Regions from separate parts of the Lactuca sativa genome. Here region 2 is linked to region 1. A link is a contact called in public Hi-C data. All regions are on one chromosome and are shown on one strand. Each heading gives the region's core, a stretch centred on a gene start, on an enhancer-like site or on the middle of the called end of the contact. The rest is flanking DNA. Distances are from core to core; before and after follow the strand shown.

Evidence for each region. A called contact is a pair of places that touch in the nucleus more often than the background predicts.
Region 2: a Hi-C map of bud shows a contact between it and region 1, with 5 times the contacts expected there. The contact joins the promoter of LOC111915749 here to the promoter of LOC111915746 in region 1. A contact is called at or near these places in 4 of 4 Hi-C or Micro-C datasets (bud, leaf and seed).

The regions. Positions count from the first base shown.
Region 1 is chr1:19,843,723-19,846,916 of Lsat_Salinas_v11, reverse strand. It overlaps LOC111915746 (coatomer subunit alpha-1), which reads right to left and starts at 1,476. Exons shown (of 5, transcript XM_023911397.3): 1 at 1,264-1,476; 2 at 927-1,159; 3 at 1-378. The coding sequence starts at 1,134.
Region 2 is chr1:20,057,179-20,060,372 of Lsat_Salinas_v11, reverse strand. It overlaps LOC111915749 (V-type proton ATPase subunit a3), which reads right to left and starts at 1,614. Exons shown (of 18, transcript XM_023911399.3): 1 at 1,266-1,614; 2 at 752-796; 3 at 494-616; 4 at 308-415; 5 at 110-217; 6 at 1-4. The coding sequence starts at 1,406.

The DNA of each region.
Region 1 (3,194 bases), core at 227-2,726:
CAACAGCATCAACTCCTCCAAAGAAATCTGTATTCATTTGACTGAGGCGGAGGATATCATCAGCAGGGGAAACTGTTTTCTTTTTCAGAGCACCAATGTCCCAAACTCGAACAGTCTGATCTAATGATGCTGACACAACAAGGTCCTCTTTGGGATGGAACAATGCACACATTACATAATGGTTGTGTCCAGTCAAAACAGAAATACAAGTACGGGATTGCCAGTTCCATATCCGGATAGTTTGATCATCACTAGCACTAACAATCCAGGGGTTCTCATGGTGAAATTGAACAGTCCGGATATAATCAAGATGGCCAAGAAGCGTGAATAAACACCGATGCAGTTTGTAGTTCCATACTTTGATCTTGTAATCATCGCCTGCATATACAAAAAGAATGCCTAAATATTCTTACACACATACATAAGGCTACGAACTAACCAGTATAAAGAAGACCTAAGCATAAGTGTAATATGCACAGTGAAAACAGAACAAGATGGTTCTGACTTTCCAAGATAGCTTAACTTCCGTAATAAACAGCAATTGCTAATATGCATTGCATCAAATCTAATGTACATGACCAGATCCAAATCATTTCCATGTTACTCTGAATTTAAACATTGCAACAAAACAGTTTCATGTGTCCCAAATCGCACAGATGTGAAGTTCAGATCATCATTACTAGAGCACAGGCTCAGACAGATTTCCATAGCTTTAAACTGGCGGACTAATGGTTATGGACAGATCAGTTCCATGAACACAAAAGGCTCTGAATCTACTAAATAGAGATAATGTGCCACACAAATAACAAGCTTCTAATAGATCATCATTACCTAACATTATATCCTGAATATATCAGCTAATCAATAAAAAAACCTTAGATTCGGAAGCATTTCAAGTATATCAATGCAATTGAAATCCAACAAACCTCCCGAAACGAACAGAGGCTGTGATTGATGAAAGTGTACGCCACGAACAGGGCCATCATGCTCGTCAAAACGATCAATGAGAGTGCCCATCCTGTAATCCCATAGCTGGATCACACCACTGTGAAGACTAGCCAAGATCCATGGCCTTTTGCTGTGGAAACTCAGACCTTTAACTCTATTACTCTTCGTCTCAAACTTCGTCAACATCTTCGCTCCGTTTCGTCCCCAACCTCTAATCAATCGATTAAACAAATCAAGTAACTCACAATTCAATCGTATCGCAACTTCATAAACAACAAAAAAGAAACCTAGATTCTGTAGGTGCGTGATAATTACCTTAGATCTGAGAATTAAATGCTGCTAATTCGATAAATGATTCGATCGATCGATCCGATGTGATGTTAAAGAGTAGTATACTTGTGATCAGAAGGCATTTGGGAGAGGAGAGGCAAAGAAAGAGTTGCCCGGGATCGATCCACTGTGTGTTAAAAACAGTGTGTTAGATCTGAGAGGATGTGAAGATCGGTTTTGTAAAATAAACATGACCATGGCCCATCGGTGCGGTGCGTGTACGGTAATTGTCCAAAGGAAGAAGTAATAAGAAAAACAAATATTATACGGTGATAGATCTACAAATTCCAAATATTAAAAATGACTTAAAATAAAGTATTATAAAATACAAAAAATGACTATTAAATTTTTTATATATATATATTACTATTGAACTATAGTTTTTATATACATATGATTCTTACAATTTTATCTTTTGATCAAAAAATAAAATATCATTTGTGATAATAATAAGCTACATGTTGATGTGGATTTTATTATTTGCTATATACTTATATACCATTAAACATTTTGACAAATAAATTTTATAAACGTGTTTTTTTAAATAGTTTTAAAAGTATTTTAAAATAGACTTTGTCAAAAGATAAGGTTTTTTTTAAAGATTAAAACCCTTTTTTTTATTTTTTTAGGACAAATTGAATTACAAAATATCTTACTTATCATCGTACAATAAGTGGGATGGAAAACGGATAAGTTGTGTCGTTAAGCCTTTTTGTATGGTAAATTCAATTATTTCGAAGACTACATACATATATCTAGAGGATATAGCATTGTTATGTATGAATGTACTCTATTAAGAAGTTTCACCGCATCCGGCGCGAGAAAACCGAACGTATCAAATGCGACACGTGTTGATTTTTTCATGCACAATTTCTCATGTTTAGTGACCTTGCCTAAAACAGTTTGTCCCGCTGTGAAACCCCCGGCCCTCAAGGTCCATACATGTGTGTTTTTCCCCAACTCATCCAAAAATCAAAATATCAGACGGTTTAATGGTTGACCTTCCGTCTGCCAGGTTAGTTAAGAAATTTAAATGAGTTTCTTTCTTGGCGGAAACCCCGACACGCTTAAATATATCAAACAAAACATCTTTGGGCATATTGTGTCTGTATTTTGAACCCCGGGAGTTCTTTACGGTAAATTGCATGCTCTCTAAAGATAAGCTAAAATGACATTTAACAATAATCAATATGTATGTGCTTCATTCGTTGACGTTGAATAAGATTTATCAAGATATATACCACAAACGTTATCACAGTAAACAATGGTGACATTAAATAGAGGACAGTAAAGATCACATAAATGTTTTTGAAGTCAACATGTTTCGAAAATTGCATTAGCAACACCCAAATATTCAACCTTGGCACTAGAACGAGAAATAGTCGATTGTCGCTTGGATGACCAAGAAACAATCGTTGGGCAAATGAAATATTTATTAGTTGAATGTGTGGAGGTAAGGCACCTCGCAATCAATACCAGAGTATGCGATTAAGTTGGAGGTGGTCTATGGGTGGAGCTGAAGACCATAGTCAATAGTACCTCGAATGTAGTAATAATAAATAAACCATGAGAATTAATCTCTAACTTTGTTCACAATATCTTATTTGTGCAGTACTCATTACAACTTAATGTTTATTAAACTATCGATGTTGGAATCAATTTTAACTTCTTAAGCTTGAATCATAGCTACAACCGCAAATAAATGCAAGAAAACATCTTAACAAGAAAAATGTAATGTCCATAAATTTTGCGCCAAATTTAAACTTTTTCAATGATAAATAAAAATCAAATAGCATCGTTTACAAAAATGTTCTCAAATCAATATCCATCAGAGTGTCCCAAAATCATAACATAAGGATGAGGAGCGGTACGGTCACGCCTTCACATTGCCATGATCTCCTGAAGTACCTGAAACA
Region 2 (3,194 bases), core at 365-2,864, 210 kb before region 1:
TTTCCTACAAATATGAAAAATAGGGGGATGGGATGTTATGAAACAATGAAATAGAATTTAGATATAATGCAGCAGAAACCAACATGAAGCATGAAATAAAAATGAATACTTGTTCTAATAAGAGAGGACTGTCCATTGATCCTTCAACAAGGCGATCTCCAAATTCTCTCTGTTGAGATGTAGCACTGCTTTGAGCACGATGGAAAAACTCACTAGCCTGAAATAAAGAAAGCAACATTCTTTAGTCTTAAAGCATTGATAATAAGAATAATAATGGATAGATGATAATATCAGTTTGTATGATCACCTTCTGCAAGACAAGCTTATATTCCAGAAGTTCATTATAGGCACGCTGCAATTTTTCAGTGTTGGCATTCATTTCTGTCAGTTCAGCTTCAAGTTCTCCAAGTTTCACCTACAAAAATCACCCCAATATATGTTAAATGGAGCTATAACCTGATAAGTATTAATGGATGTTAGTGATTTCACTTACCTCTAATTCGTCTAGACTAAACTCTGAGCCATATGAAGGCCATGATGAGGCAAAAAGACCAGCCTTCATCATCTGATCCTTGAAAAAACGTAGCTTGCGAGCCATCTCCCCAGACCTTTTAATCTATATCAAGAAAGTTTATAGAATGAAACAAACAAAAGTCATCTCAATCAGGAGCCAAAAAGAGAAAATCACATCATACAGGTATAGTGAAAATGACTGGTCATTGATAATTGAGGTGACAGACAATGAACATACCTGAGTGGCGAATGTCCTCTGGAAAGGGCTTTTTCCTGTGTTGAGCTATCCACATAACAAGAATAAAGAAAAGGAAATTATCAAACGGAAGATCCAGACACGAATCTTAACTAGAGAAGATTTTCAGAAAACTGAAATGTACATAATTTTGGTTGGTTTTGATGCATAAACACTGTTAGCAATACAATCTCGAATATACATTAAATGAGACATATATAGCATAATGGATCATGCATCAACGTATTCGTAAAAGTAATTATTAAGTAAAACGAGCAGTCTACAACGATGTAAACACCACATCAGAAAGGAGAGGAGGAGATCATATCGCTTCAGTCGATAGAAAACACAGACTGGTTAATTATATAAACCTAAACGAGTTCCTAAGCTCCAAACGATTTCCGAAAACTGAAATAATCATAATGCCGATTAATTTGATAGATAAACAGGTAAAATCGACAAATTGTTATCGTCGTAATTATAATCATGTATAACGATGAGAGGTGTAGTGGCATACATCTTTAAACTGGAAAAGCCCCAGGTCACCGAGGTACGAAATGGTTCGATGAGCAGATTCCATGGGGATTATGATCCGAGCTAACTGCATTGGTTCTGATCGCATCAGATCCATCGTCGGCAGACTTCCACCTTCCCCCATTCCGATCGATTGGTCGTCTCAAGCTAAACGAATCCTAAGAACGTTTGATTACCATCAGCTTTTACCCTCCGGCGGTGATGATTTGATTGAGCAATTCCACCGACACGGTGGATTCGGTGATCTTTCTTAATTCCTCATCAATGGCTGCTTTTACGCAACTTAACGAACCTTCTTCCTTATGTTGGTAAGACGTGCTAAACGATAGCGTTTTGATCCCGTGTTGAAGCTGCCACTTTTCTTTATATTCCTTTGACGTTGACTGCTTGTTTTTGTTTTCACATTTGGTACGCAAAGGGGCCTATGTGTGAGTATGGTTTGATGAGAAACGTTAATAAATAAAATAGCAAAATGCTCCTTTGGGTTTGTCATTTTCTTTGACTAACGTCCAAACTTTGAAAAACTTGCGGATACGGTCCTTTCAAAGTTGTTTTTTCTTTTTTTTTTTTAGAACGACAAATCTACGCTACTTCTAATACCACATATGTCTCAAATTAGACTTGAACCCTCAACCTCTAGAAGGAAGGGTAACACCCGGTACCGCTTGAAATGTCTATTTTTCATGTTATGTTTAAATTTTGTTTCATCTATTTTTGCATAATTCTTAAATAAAATTACTCACCCCCACTTCCACTTTATTTTTTTCATCTCTCATTTTTCTATACAAGTTTGTCGTTATGTCACTCTTTTTCTATCTGTAAATAAAAAGGTTCTAAAAACTTGTCATGGTTTCGTCATGCGCCATGACTCCAAAGTTTGTACCTGTCGTCAAACTTTATCAAAACGCCGTCTTAACTCATATATGTGTATAAAATAGAATAATAGTTGAAAATACATATAAAAATATTAATTATATACAAAATTGCCGCCTTAAGTCACACCTTACAAACAACGTGGCTCACCAAAGCTCGGAAAAGCTTGAGGATTGACATAGCCGACAAGTCACACTTTACTTTATTTAGAACCTTGGTAAATAACAACATCATCAGAAATATTTAAAAGTGAAAACACACAAAAATAAAACATTATTAAAATCAAAATATGGATGTTAGACGAACTTAAACCTAGAAATCTAACATAAATTTAATTGGAGATGTCATTGAGATGCCAACAAAGCAACAATAATTTAATTAAGACCAAACTTCAAAAATGGTCCCTATAGTATGTATTTTTTTTTGTCAAAACACTGACATTTTTAGATCGGTGGTCCTTTTGAGCTAGTTTGTTTCTGGTTTTGGTCCCTCTGAAAACTAAAAAGACTAAAATACCCTTCTGGTATAATTTGTATGTTTTTTTTCTATTTAATTTAAAGTTTTATTAGTAAAAAAAACATATCTATCTCCCCCCCCCCCCACCCTAAAAAGAACACACACAGTTAATGCTTGGGCCCTAAAAACGTTTTTCTTACTGTGTTTATGTTTTAGTGAAATAATCAATCCCACTACCATCATCGAACCCACAACCAAATTGGGTACTCAAGCAAAAAACATTCATCCTTCAACAATGTTGTAACATCCATAAAAATTTCAATAAAATTTAAACTTTTCAAAATGACCCTTTACTAATGAAGTGTTTACAAAAACGTTGTTTCCAAAACATTTAATTAAAAACCGGAATCATTTACACATAGTTTTCAAAAGATTGACATCATCAGAGTATCCTAGAAACCATAAGTCCAAAACGCGAAGATGTGTACGGTCACGCCTTTGCCTTGTCAAAACATCTGAAGCACCTGAAACAATAAATTGAAACAGTAAGCACAAAGCTTAGTGAGTTCCCCCAAAGTACCAA